Linked DNA regions of Rattus norvegicus: regions 1 and 3 are each linked to region 2. Evidence: chromatin contacts called from public Hi-C and HiChIP or PLAC-seq data. All regions are on one chromosome and are shown on one strand. Each heading gives the region's core, a stretch centred on a gene start, on an enhancer-like site or on the middle of the called end of the contact. The rest is flanking DNA. Distances are from core to core; before and after follow the strand shown. Region 1 overlaps Atg7 (autophagy related 7). Region 2 holds the start of Vgll4 (vestigial-like family member 4). Region 3 overlaps Atg7 (autophagy related 7).

Region 1 (4,730 bases), core at 2,166-4,665, 90 kb before region 2:
TAACAATACCAAAGTTCAGTCTGCACTCAACTTTCTGCCCACACAGAAATCAGCATTAGGACAGAGAAATGGAAAATTGCAGAGAGAAGTGAATTTATCAATCAAGGTAGGAATTACACATCTGAATAATAAAGTTGGCAAAAAAAACAAAAACAAAATCAAACAAACAAAAGCAAAACAAAACCTGACGAGCATAGCAGCAAAGACCAGCCTGGGATGACCGAGGTCCCAGTACTCTAAGAAACCAGTCAGAGGCAGGGCAGCTTGGTCCAAGAAGGTCATTGGTTTGGGGGATTTGCCTTTGGATTTTTTTTTTATTCTTTGTTTGTTTTTTGGATGTATTTATCTGATGTATATGAATGCTTGTCTGTATGTATGTATGTATGTATGTATGTATGCCAGAAAAGGGCACTAGGTCTCCTGGATTGAAGTTACAAATAGTTGTAAGCCTCCATGTGGGTGCTAGGAACCAACCTGAATCCGAACTTGCAGGTGGTTGAAAGCTACGCAGTGTAGATCCTCAGAACCTAACTCAATATGTTCTCTTAATGGCCAAGCCATCTCTGCAGCCCTCCCAGAAGATTTTGTTAAGATGCTGGGAGTTCAAGTCTTGAATGCCTGTTATATCTAAATGCAACTGCAGGAGACTGAGACAGCTGACAGAAAGTTTAGAAATAAGTGATCCATGGGGTTGGGGATTTAGCTCAGTGGCAAAGCCCTGGGTTCAGTCCCCAGCTCCAAAAAAAAAAAAAAGAAAGAAAGAAATAAGTGATCCATCAAAGTCCAGAAATAAGCTGGGAGGTGGGGGTGGTGCGTGCCTTTAATCCCAGCACTCTGGAGAGAGAGCCGACAGGAACTCTGAGTTCAAGGCCAGTTTGGTCTGCAGAGTGAGTTCTAGGACAGCTAGGGATACATAGAGAAACCCTGTCTTGAAAACCAAAGGAGAGGGAAAAAAGAGCCCAGAAATAAAACAAAATAATAACAAATAAAAGAATTATTAGCTCTGGGAAAATATATTACATGAAAGGAAAAAATAATCTTGGGGGCTATAGGGGAACCTCAGTAATGGATCCCTTGTCGAGATTGTGTAAAGCCTGGGTTCTATCCCTTGCTGCCAAATAAATAAATAAATAAATAGTCTTGGTATGATAGGTCTCACCTAGACACCGCAATTAGACAATCATAATAATGTCAAGGCAGGAGATTTACTGAAGGGCAATTATTAAGTTGGCAGAGTAGGAAGATGAGAAGATACGATTTTGCAATCCTGGGCTTGCATAGCAATGAAAGGGAGTTAAATCCTCACAAAACCCAAAGGACTGTGATACAATGTCTAAAGTCAAGACAGTGTCTCCTGGTATTGTGACACAGGGAGATTAAGGATGAAGAAGGGTCTCTATGAAGAATGGAAGCTGGGAGACCAGCCTTGTGATCCCATTGCTTTAATCAAATGAGGCGTTCCTTAAGAGACCGAGTAGGAGCAGAGAATGTCAGGATGGACAGCCTGTGCTTTAAAAAAAAAATAAATAAGACCAGCTGTGCCTAGCTAGGGAAGGGCGAGTTCTCAGACAGACAGTTGAGAACAGTGGAGAGCTGTATGGTGTTGAACCCTAAGGCAGCTGGAGAAGCAGGTGTGATTCTGAACCAAGTGCTGGCTTGTCTCCCTGTGGGCTCCATGTTGTTAATGAGGACACAGGCCTTCTTGATTTAAAGCTTTGACCTTTTACACTGCTTAGTTATTCTAAATAGCATCCTTTGGATTGACTTCATAGAGGAAAAACGGGTTGTCATTGACACGACCCTCACAGTCAAGTTTGCAAAAGACAGTGTCTCTCCCTGTGCTTACCTTGGACTGGAAAAGCTTTAACCACCATTCCCAGCCCTCAAAGAGGGAACTTTGCCTAAAATTAGGAAATCTGGGTATCTGGGGGACCCAGAAATTCTAGGGTCAAGCATAAAAGACTTGCCAAATATGTGTTCTAGAGGCGATAGTGTGGCAAAGCTCTTCTGCATCCTGGTCCCCTCTACTATATTTAAGACTGTTGAATCTTGGCTAATCCACTTTGGAAATTTCATTAAAGTCACCTAACCCTTTTGAGAGTAATATAGGGGGCCATCCTAATCACAGGGGAAGGGTACAAATGGCATACATGGGAAGGCTTTGTCAACGGGAAATTCCTAAGCAACTCTTGGTTATACTTAGTGGGGTTTGAGGCGGTTTTCTAGTCTTGTCCTGTAGGAGGAACTCATGAATTCAGCTATGTAGCTGAGATTGGCCTTGAACTCATGATCCTCCTGCTTGTACTTCCTGTCTACTGAGATTTCAGGCATAGCCACCACACTCAACCCAATTAGTGAGCTTTTTAATGAGTACGTCTCTGCAGATATGCCTTCTTTTTATTGTAAGTAAGACTACCTAAGCTCCCACATGATGGCAAAGAGTCCCAAACGGCTAAGCTGGAAATGTGTTTCTCTGTTTCTACTTTGTGGAGCAGTCTGGAGCAGCACTGTCTAACATGGCGGCCATTAAATACCCACTGATACTCACGCAAATGGGTTAAAAATAAATGTCATCTTTTCCATGGTCCTAGATGCATTTGGAGAACTGTTAGCACTGCTATCAGCAGCCTTATTGAGCAGTACAGTAGGGCTCCTAAGTCATCACAGGAAGTCTAGCGACACAATGGGAACCTGATGCCATGGCTCAAAAGGCAGTCAGCCCACGGCACCATTGTATGGCGCCTCCCTGGTAAAGATTCATAATGTGTTTGGTTTCGTGTTCATTTGACAGTGTCATGTAGCCAGCAGGGTCACTTCAGCTGACTAATGTTTTGTGAGTGCAAAATAAAAATGTATAGAGTTATAAAGGAAGTTAATTAGGTTAAAACACAGTGGCCAACATATTAAAAAGAAAATACAACAAACCAAAAACAAGTTTGTGGCCTGTGTGTTCTCAATAATCCAGTAGTAATCCAGTGGCATCCACTTGACTCCCGTGATTTTAAATTTGTGATGAGTATTTGTAGTATTTCATGGTAATTTGTGGCAAGTATCACAGGCCCAGTGTCATTTCTGTTGGCATTAGAGCCATGGATACTGCCCAGACTACTGTGCTCAGTTCCCTATGGCATAAGTGAAAGAAGAGCTACATTTCTCAGAGATTAGTAAAAAATAGTTTGTTGGTGTTTCCTTACCACCACCACCACCCCCAGCCAAACATACAGACAAATGAATTCTATTTATGGGTGTGCCCCTTGGAAGTGCTGGGGGCCTCAATGGTAAGAGGCCTTGTTGAGGGCTGACACACTGTACATGCAAGCCAATTCTTTGGAGAGAGGAAAAAGGAAATAGAGGGGAAGGATTTTCCTTTAAAGGCTGGACCTAAAAATAGGCTTATACCCCATTGGCCAACAGGGAGTCGTGTGATCACATTAGAGCACACAGCCTTCTGGGAAATGTAGTCCATAGACAGCCCGTACCTGGCTGGTGGAAAATGGGGCTCTTCTATTAGTCAGGAAAATGGCTAATAAGATAAAGAGCAGTCTGGGCCACAGCTTGGTTCATCACTGCAGAATCAAAACAAAAAATTTTTCTTTTCAAAACCTGCTGTTGATAGTGTAGAACTTAAAGTTTGAGGTAGGGAGGTAGCAAAAGGAAGAGTTTTGCCCCTTACAGATGTGCACAGCCCCACAGTGGCCCCAGACCCTGAGGCATGCAGTATTTAAGCCACATGTAGCATATAACAGTCCCCAGTTCTGTATCCGTTCCTGCAGTTGTTGATGTTGTCATTAGCATAGGGCCTAAGAAGGGGGTTGCTTTTCCAAAGGCCTTTACCTTTCCAGGGGGCTTTAAATACCTTCACACTCCTTATTTGGTTAAAACTGTCAGGCCACTTCCTCAATCTCTTCCTTCCCAAGTTAGTTAATACAGCTCCTCACAGCCACGGCCTGCAGCTTACAAAGGGTTTGTCTGAACAGCAGTAGTGCAGGCCTGCCTGGTTGACTTCTGCTGGCAGGAGGGAAGTAGAACAGCTACAGAAGCCCAGATAGCCCATAAAGGGTCATGTGTACCCTGTACATAGTCAGCAAAATCCAGACGGACTTTTTTTCCCAGATGTAACTTGAGTGTTGTGTTTTATCTTTGAAGCACCAGAGTTGGACACCCCAAAGAAGCAAACTCCCAAGTCTTCCAGTTCCTTCCCACCAAAACTCCTTGAACATCCTAGGCATAACCATGTCTACTGACAAATAATCCCTGCGGCATAGCATTCATAATGGCCTTTCAAGTATGTGACCTTTAGACATTTGTTCAATTAAGGGTGATTTTCATTTAGTCTCCGGGTCACAGTTGTTCAGTGTTTTGTGATGTTTCTTGCCACCCTCCCCCAGCCCATTTCTACTTTTAAAATGTGATTCACTAGGAAAATATGATTCTATTAATTGAGTGGATTTGAGAGCCAATTTTTTGGGAGCGTGTATATCTCTGTAAAGTGAGAGCCCCGTGGAAATCACCCATGTTCTAGCAGTCACATTTTCCTTGACTCCGAGGCTGCTTGCTGTTTCCACATCTCCCATCCATCAAAAGTAAGCCCACCCAATGAGATCTCCAGAGTCTGTGACAGCCTAGGCTCCCGATAGGGCTCTCTGCCCGAGATAGGAACAGGATCTGCAGATGGCTATTTTTATAGGCAAAGCTTTCTAAGTTGATTTCTTTGAACCCAGAAGGGCTTC
Region 2 (4,412 bases), core at 1,688-4,187:
GAAGAAGGTGGGTTTAGCAGAAGATAATATAGGCTCCGGCCCACGGCCTCAAGGAGGGAGGGCAAGCCTGAGTGGACCCAAAGGTAAGATCCAGGGGTCCTTGTGTGCTGCGGGGTAAGTGGCTGACCCATCTTCATGGCAGCTGCTAAGAGAAGGAAAGTGGTGAGGACACAGTTCACCTGAAGCACCTAGGCTTGTCATTGAACCCACCTGGGCAGAGTGTTCTCCTCCTACACCTTCACTTCTAAAGCCAACAGGGCAAATGCTGAGTCTCTCCCCTATTGACAGGCAGGAAGGAGACTGGCCTGCACCCCAGATGAAATCAAATGCCACCTACCCCCCCCCCCATCCGCTCACCATCCACATCACTGCCCTGGCCCGATGCAAACAATCGCAGCCCTTCAGAATTTAAATGGACCAACTTCTCTTTTGGTTGGTTGGCTGGTTGATTTGTTTGTTTGTTTAAGACAGGGTGTCTATATATAGCCCTGGCTCCCCTGAAAGTGCAGGCTGGCCTCAAACACAGAGATCCACCTGCCTCTGCCTCCTCAGTGCTGGGATTAAAGACGTGTGCCACCAGTCTTAGCCGTGTTCGGACTTTTTACAGGAGAGAACCCCATGTATGATTTACACCCATCCTTCCACATGGCGCTGGCAGTTGAGACCAGATGTGTGTGGTGTTTACAGCGAGGAAACCAGAGGACATAAACAACTGGCTCTGAGCGCCACTCGGGTTTTCCTGTGCTTTCCTTCATTTCCGGTGTATTTATTTTGGTGTTAGAATAATATTACCTTTCATAATAAGGAAAACAGGAGCAGATGTTTAAGCTAAACAGATGATAGCCTATGATCCCACTCGGCTCTCGGATTCTTAGCCTGTTCCTCCAAACAGAGAAGGAAACAAGACAGCTAACTGTTGGCATCTGTGCTTTCTGTGGAATCATTCGCCCACCTGCGGGAGCTGCAGAACTTCCTCCCGGGACACGAGGAAAGAACCACTGTCCTAGCAGTCTCTGAGCTCCTCACCCAGGCCAGCCAGGCACTCTTTTGTTTTGTTTTGTTTTTTAATGTCAGATTATTTGTTGACAAAGAAATCATATTAAAAGTTTTCAGCTTTTGTTGGAGATGCTGATTTTTTTTTTTTTTATTTTTAGAGACAATACACGAATCCCACCAGAAATCGTTTCTGGTGACTTCTGGAGAATCCAACCTTTGAGATGAGGGGCCTGGAAGCTGAGACGCTTCTTATATGTGGCGGAAATTTGTCAAAGTAAAGTAAATTAATATCTTATTTTTAAAAAGCAAAACAATAACAACAACAAACGCCCTTTAAGATTTTCCCCATGGAGTTAATTTTAAAGCAATCTTGAAAGAGAGCGGGTATGTTTTCAATAACTTAGGAAGCAGATCTGAAACTTTACATGAACACAAACAGTGCTGCTTTCCCTTCTAACTTCTGTTCAAGAAAAAGCAGAGGACCCCTAGGTTTACTAGGGGGAGAAAACCCAGAGCCTGCTGCCCACAACAGGAAGATGTACCCTGATTCCTACATGTTTTTACCAGGAAAGACTGCCCGGCAGCCCCAGGTCTCTCCCTGCCAGTCCAGTACCACAACTCAACCCCATTATCCTGGTCTCAAAGCACACGTAGGTAAGATTCCAAAAGATGGGATTGGGGTTTTCTCCAGAGAAACTTAAAATACTACAGGGAGTGCCCAGGGGAAGGGGAGGTGATGAGCCAACCTAGGGGTGGGGGCATTTTCCACTTTCTTCAGCCTTCTGGCTGCTTGTTGTGCAATTGCCAGGGGCTGAGGTTGGAGGGAGCCTGTCTCACTGTCAGCTCTCTACACAGGAAATGGGGCGGCAGACAAAGAGCCTGGCCTGGGCTCCCTGACACCAGGCCCTGCCAGCTCCACAAAATCCACAGAAAAAAACCCTCGATGTCTGAGACAATGGCTCAGGAAAACAAGAACTTACTTGTGGCTTTCTGTTGTTGTTCCTCTACCACATGAAATGCAGAGCAAGGGTCCACACAGAACACTGTACACGTACACGGTGATATGTTTAAAAATAAGTCCCAAAGCCCCTCCCCTCTACTCTAACACCCACATGTTTAACTTTTCCTAGCTTCTAAAAATTCCTACGTATGCATAAAGTACCAACAAAATCAAAAGAGAAAATCATTTCAAATGTAATGATCTTGTCAGATCTTGCTAGTACATTGCAAGTAAACTTTCAACAATGTGTCGCCTCCAGCCCTTCCCCGCTGCCACCCTCCTGCCAGGCAAAAGCCAACTGTCCTGAAATGGTGTACAACTCTCTTTCCAGTCACTCCACCATCACGAGAAAGACAAGAAAATGTTCATAAGCCAGTCAGAGCCCCCCCCCCAAAAGGAGGAGTGGCCGTTACAAACTCAAAAGAGTACATTCTGGAACATCTACCTTCATAGCACAGAACGCCGATATTGTTGTTCATCTTGTCCAAGTACTGGTAGTTCAACAGGTCCATCTTCATAAACAGCATTTATCTGTCCGGCTAGCAAAGAAAAACAGTTCTTTGCTTTTACCCCCAGAAAGTTTCAAAATTCAGTCTTTAGCTGAGTAGCACCAGGCTCTCCTAACACTTCAGGAAGACAGAGGCCCAGCCTCACAAGATCAAAACAAAGTATGTAAAAGGCTTTAAAAAAAAAATCATACACACAAAAAAATCAGACTCAAACAAAACCCGTCAAGGGCTTGTGGGAGGTGTCGGATCCTGTCTTCTATTCGGCTTTAAAAAATCATTTCAGAAGTCTTCTCAAGCCTGTCTTGGGGGTTTAAAAAGAAAGCAGTAAAAAAGAAAAACACAAAGCACATTTCTTAGGACAAAGGCACTCTCCCTCACAGCCCGCTGCAAGCTGACTGCACTGACATGCTGGCTATGCTTGGTATGACTCGTATGTAAACCAGCTTCCTCTGCTTTGGGGGGGGGGGTGTTGTGAGCATGCTCACTGGCGCCTCGGCACAGGATCAGGCTCTAGGCGCATGCAGAGTTAGCAGGAAGCAGAAAGAGGAGGGGACAGTGAGGCACAGGGGGTGAGGAGAGTCTTTCCTCTCAGAGGCCGCCAGAGCCAGAGGCCGAGGAAGAGAACCCAGCAAGTTTTTGGTTGTTTTGTTTGTGGGGAAGGCTAAGCACAAAGTTTAAAAAAGAAAACCTGCTGTGGAGGCAAAGTACATGGAACTTAACTTTCGGTAACTTTATTCCAGGGGCTGGGAATCCAGGGCTTCCACCCGGTGTGCTGTATTCAGTACAAGGTTTCTTTGTTTCTTTGTAAGATGGTTTTATTATGTCCAGGGACACAGTGAATGTTTACATTTTCAAAGTCAATGTTACATGTAACTTCCTTCCTAAGCTCTGTAGCTGCACAGATGCGAGGGACACCAGAGGCAAATCTTTCCACAGAAGAGGAAACTGAGACCCAGGGACAAGTGAGTGGCCTACAGATCACACACACACACACACACACACACACACACACACACACACACACACACATGCACAACAGGGGGCGGACAGAACTTCCTGCAGAGGTGGCTAAGAGCACTGGCTCCTTTTGCAGAATACTCAGCATCCAGCACTCACAGAGCCTGTAACTCCAGTTCCATGGGACCAGATGCCCTCTTACGGCCTCCGTAGGCACTACATGCCCATGGTGCACATGCTGGCAAAACAACCATATACATAAAATACTTCTTTAAAAAGTCTAATTGTTTTCTAAACTCATCTGAGAGGTTGTGATCAATCATGGAAACTTTCAAAATATTCCAAGTTCGAATAAAGAGCAGCGTTGAGCTTCATCAGCATCATCTGAGAAAGGAAAAGACCTGCTATAAGTGACTTTATGACAGCCAGGCAGTGTGGTACAAGACTGTAATTATAGTCAGACACTGAGGGAGAGGGACTGCCACTAGTTTCAAGACCTATCTGGGCTACTGAGTAAGCCCCATCGCACCTTCCAAAGACTCCTCTGCATTCACTTATTTTAAGATTGAAACAATTCCCTACAGATGTAGGGATACGCATAAAACAGCAACTTCTCTTCTGTGTTTTGTAGGCAACAGGACACTAAGCCCAATCCCAGGGACCTATGTGGTGAAAGGAATCCTCCAAAAGTCAAACATAGACATGCTCGGTTTTTTTCCCCCACTAAGATGGGGGTCTCACTCTCAAACTCATAGAGATCCACCTGCCTCTGCCCACCCAGTGCAGGGATTAGAGCTGGGCACCACTATGCCCGCTCAGATATGCTCAGCTTTAAATGGCTGACTGTTTTTACATTTCTCCACATTGCTTATTAACCCACGATGGGTGTTTTCCTTATGTGATGAAGGTGAAGGAGAAATTCTCCACTTTAAAGTTAAAGGGGCAAGGCA
Region 3 (4,664 bases), core at 1,758-4,257, 120 kb before region 2:
GTGATTCTCCATGGTGATCTGACACTGTCCTCTGTCCTATGCAGTTGGTTGCTCAGAGCTTCAGACAGCATTTTGGTCATTTCTCTACCCTGGATGGGGATCTTTTCATGGCCTCCTATCTCCACCTTGACTCATCTTTTTCTGCATTTATACAAGGTTGCTTTCAGCTCTCCCTCTGGTGCCATTTCTAAATTATTCCCAGATTGTCATTTCAAGTGATACAAAGTCACCTTGAATTGTCACTGACAAATGTAGACAGCATACACATCAAATTCCTCATGTTCACAGTAGGAAAACTCAGGTCAGGAGAGCAGGGACGGCATCTTTCCTGCAGATCAATATGGCTGCCTGAAACAGTAGAAAATTCAGTATCCAGGCATGGTCCACACCTTCTCAGGCCCCATATCACAGGATGAGGCCTATGACTTGGTGTGGCAAAAGTTAAGGAAAAGACAGATCTGTGGCCACCAGAGTGTCAGGACCAAGCTAAAAAACAAAGACTAGACTCTGTTTGCACTGTGCATATAGTCAGTAAATCTTTCCTAACTGGTCTCCCTTATCCAGCCCTCCTGATGCTATGATTTAAGCTATGATTGCCTAAAGGTGATCCACTCCTGTGGGTCCCAGTGCCCAAGGGATGCGGGTGCTCTCAGCCAGCAAATAGCTTTCTAGAATACCTCCCATTTCTGTGGCTACCAGCTGAGGCAGATACTTACCAAGAATCCTTCAGGTTTCCTGCCAAACCTGAGAATGCCAGGTGGACACGTCATTGTACAATGTAACTAAGTACCTAAGTGAAAAATGAATGCTGGAAGCCATTTTTATGAAACCCAAACTGAGTTTGGAAAAATTTGATGGCAGTGAGTATCTGGGATCACTGCTGTCTGCAGTGGGAGCAAGGCTTTCCTACAAGGAAGGTTCTAAAACTGCCTCCCTACACTCAAGTTTTAGTTCTGTGAGGGCTGGAGTAATAGTTCAGTGGGTAAAGTGTTGCTACACAAGCATGAAGACCTGAGTTCAGATTTCTGACACCCATGTAAAAGCCCACTGTGTGTTGGGGGTAGAGGGGCGGTGGTGGTAGTGGTGCGTGCGTGCGTGCCTGTCTGGGAGGCAGAGACAGGAAAATTTCATGGGTCTTGCTGGCCAGCCAGGCTAACCAAAACAGTACACTTATGATTCAACAAGAGACCCAGCCTCAAAATATAAAGTGGTTGGTTGGTAGTGCACACCTTAATCCCAGAACTTGGGAGACAGAATCAGGCAAGATCTCAGTGAGTATGAGACCAGCCTGATTTATAAAGCAAGTCCCAGGCCAACATACATGAGGCCAGAACTACACAGTCAGACCCTGAAAAAAACTCAGAATTAGCCTCTGACTTCCACTTGCGTATATACAGGCAAATGTGCATACATACAAAACACACAGAATTCTAACTTCAAAACTTACTACCTATGCAACCTCCGGATAGTTGCAGGTCCATCCTTAGAGACAGTCCCTCTTCTGTGAAATGGAGGTGACAACATGGTCTAGGCACTGTGAGGACTGAGTAAAATAGGGTAGATTAAGCCTCTACCACAGCAAAGCGACATCCGTCATCACCACCATCACAGTCACATCTTACCTAACAGCATGTGTGCACACTGCTTTGCACTTGTCCTAGATAAGATTGCTATTTCTGTCAGAGTTTAATTATCGTTTCTTTTAACAACAATTCAGAGGGAACAGCTAACAATGCATAAAGATGATAGATGATATTTTTGCTTATCAAGTCAATCTCTGAAGCTGGGCATGATGGTGCACACCAATAATCCTAGCACTTAGGATGCAGAGGCAGGAGGATCACCAGTTTAAGGTTAGCCTGGGAACACAGTGAGATCCTGTCTTCATAAAACCTCTGAAAATTAAATTGTTTCTCTCCCTTCTCCCTCCCTCTCTCCTCTCTCCCGCTCTGTGTGTGTGTGTGTGTGTGTGTGTGTGCGTGTGTGTGTGTGTGCGCGCGTGTGTGTGTGTGTGTGTGTGTGTGTGTGTGATCCCTCAGAAAGTTCTAGCTAGAGCTTCGTAGAGACCTGTGTTTTTTGTTTTGTTTTTTTGTTTTGTTTTGTTTTTTTACTTTTTTTTCCCGTTGGGTGGGAGGGAGGGAGGGAGGGAGGGAGAGAGAGAGAGAGAGAGAGAGAGAGAGAGAGAGAGAGAGAGAGATGATTGACAACCTTCTGTAAGCTGCAAGGTCCTCTAGGCATCCAAGCCTAGGTCCATCCAGAGCTGTGCTCTCTGGAGCATATTCGTGAAATTGCTACAATATTCCTTATTTGTATCTTCCATAGCTGGCAGTAAAATTTAGCTGTAATTATATTCAGGGGGCATCTCTGGGTCTGTTTTAGAATCTGAAGTCTGTGGTTTATTCCTGATGTGGAAATGGACTGGTCCTGCAGGAACAAGAGGAAGGGCTCCACCAGCGACTACTGTCATTGTACTGAAGAGTGCTACGGACATCACCAGGCTAGGCATCGGGATTACGTGGGTTAGTGGTGCTCGACAGTAGCCATGGATTTGTGATTTTGTTAATTCACATAAATTCACTTATGAAGACATAAGTGGGGATCCCAGAAAGAGAGGTGAAAAAATTCTTCCATATATTTTAGAATGCAGAGCTGCTGGAAGCCAGCTCTGTGTCCGAGTCACAGGCACAGTAGACTCACTTGGCAGTTGCATAAAGCAGTCACTCATGCCCATGTGCACAGCCAAGGTCGTTATGGCCTTGATGCCTGGTTAGAGACAAATGAAGCTCCTTGGGGAGTCTTCTGGAAGGCTGTGTGGTGTAATGGAAAAAGCAGAGAGAGAGGTACAAGGCCTGCCTGTACGGTGCTTGTGAGTACTGGCCTGTTCGAGGCCTTGCCAGTGCCCTTTTGTGGCGTGGGGATGGTGATTCGCCTCTCAGAGGGCTGTGCTAAGGACGAGTGTGTGAAGCTTCATCTGTAGGGATTAACAGTGTCTCCTGGCATCACCATCAGCATCATGGCTTAGACCACACTCCTTTGAATTCAGAGACTCAGGATTCTGCTGTCGTCCCACAGGGAGGGCTTTCGAACAAAGGAGCTCTGTTCTGCACTCTTTAGTTTCTCAGGAAACTGGAGAGGAGCTGGGGAATTCTTAGGAGCAGGCAGAAAATGGGCAGCTCCAGGTTAAATTCACTTCTCGGATTTGGATGTGCTTGAGCGTCCCACCCAATCAACCCTCAAAACAGACAGGCGCCAAATGCTCTCCGTTCTGGTTTCGGTTTAGTTCTTGCTGGGGGTCAAGCCCAGGCTTTCACATGTGCTTTGCCTGGGTTCCACCTGTGAGCTGCAGCCCTGCCAGACAACTCTTCACTTCTTTGTTTTGTATGTGGATCTCATCACTCTTGGAAATCATTCACCCATTCAAATATCAGCAATTCTCAAGACAGCAACGATTTTATTTTCCCACCTTACATGCCTCATATAGTGACTAATGCATTGATATTTTTCCTTCCATTTTGACTTCTTTTATTCCAAAATAATAGAGAGTTTTAAAAGATTTCCTCTCCTAATGTCACAGCTAAGTTTCCATTCAGTAGCTGACTAAGAGACTGGGTAGAGACAATCTGTTTGGAAACACCAGGATTCTACAGTGCAGCTGGTTTTCTGAAGATGCTTGCTCAGTCTTTGATGGCACCGTGAGTCCTGTGATGTCCCAAGACCAGGCCTCTAGAGGTCTGACTTGCTAATTCAGTCAGCGGGGAGCATGACTTTCCACCCTGCTCACCCTTTGTGGTATGGCTGGATAGAGCTCAGAATGGCCTCAGGTTTCCATGTCTCTAGGAAGACACTTAGCAAATTATTTTTAAACCATTTGGAGTTGGTGCAAAACACCAGAGGATTCTGCAGACTGAGTGAGTTCAGAGGAAAGTGGAGGCTAGTGGAGCCACCTGCACTTCCTGAGAGGGCGACTCCTTCTCAGCTTGCTGTCCTACTTCCCAGCATTTGCTGCTCTCCCGCTCCCTGCAGGATCTCCCTCTCCCTCTCCCTCTCCCTCTCCCTCTCCCTCTCCCTCTCCCTCTCCCTCTCCCTCTCCCTCTCCCTCTCCCTCTCCCTCTCCCTCTCCCTCTCCCTCTCCATGTGTGAGTGTGTAGATGTATATTTGCACAAGCTCTGTGTGCATGCACTTGTGGAGGCCAGGGGCCAACATTTAGTGTTGTCTTGTATTATTCTCCACCTATTTTTGTTTTGTTTTGTTTTGTTTTGTTTTGTTTTATTTTGGAGACCCAGACCACTACTTCTAGGTTCGTTGTAGATGCTGGGGTTTGAACTCAGTCCGTCATGCCCTCACAACAAGCATTTACCCACTGAATCATCTCCCTATCCCCTAGTGGGCTCTTTTTTTCACTAAAATTCCAAAAGCTTCCACAGCCACTTAGAGTTAGGGCTGGACTGCTCAAGAAAAGTGGGTATCTGAAGGTCTGGTCCCTCAAGTGAGCTCCTGTCAATCATTAGTCTTCTCCTTGTGGAGAAGTGGCATTCTTGGCAGTGAACTACGTAATGGAAAAAGCTGAGCCACAGCAGAAAGAGCTCACAGCCTACCTACCTCGCTCTCTTAAACCCTGAGACCTGTTCCTCACAATTCCTCTGGGACTCTAGGCACATGGATG

What was found. Hi-C and Micro-C count contacts between places; a contact is called where the count stands out from the background. HiChIP or PLAC-seq counts read pairs in DNA pulled down with a chosen protein or histone mark.
Region 1: a Hi-C map of liver shows a contact between it and region 2, with 4 times the contacts expected there. The contact joins the enhancer-like site here to the promoter of Vgll4 in region 2. A contact is called at or near these places in 3 of 12 Hi-C or Micro-C datasets (kidney, liver and psoas muscle).
Region 3: an H3K27ac HiChIP or PLAC-seq map of oligodendrocytes shows a contact between it and region 2, with 7 times the contacts expected there. The contact joins the enhancer-like site here to the promoter of Vgll4 in region 2. A contact is called at or near these places in 7 of 12 Hi-C or Micro-C datasets (the A7r5 cell line, Schwann cells, frontal cortex and 3 more) and 1 of 1 datasets of contacts at active chromatin or transcription factors (oligodendrocytes).

Annotation. Positions count from the first base shown.
Region 1 is chr4:149,567,221-149,571,950 of GRCr8, forward strand. All of the region lies in intron 17 of Atg7 (autophagy related 7), which reads left to right. Among named protein-coding and RNA genes, the nearest start is that of Vgll4, 91 kb to the right of the region's middle. Within about 2 kb of position 3,416, at least 30 of the 93 cell types and tissues checked have an H3K27ac peak or open chromatin away from gene starts, as enhancers often do.
Region 2 is chr4:149,657,657-149,662,068 of GRCr8, forward strand. Vgll4 (vestigial-like family member 4) reads right to left here and starts at 2,938. Exons shown (of 5, transcript NM_001015004.2): 1 at 2,442-2,938. The coding sequence starts at 2,523.
Region 3 is chr4:149,539,649-149,544,312 of GRCr8, forward strand. All of the region lies in intron 17 of Atg7 (autophagy related 7), which reads left to right. Among named protein-coding and RNA genes, the nearest start is that of Vgll4, 120 kb to the right of the region's middle. Within about 2 kb of position 3,008, at least 44 of the 93 cell types and tissues checked have an H3K27ac peak or open chromatin away from gene starts, as enhancers often do. A contact at or near this core is called in Schwann cells, where this site is marked.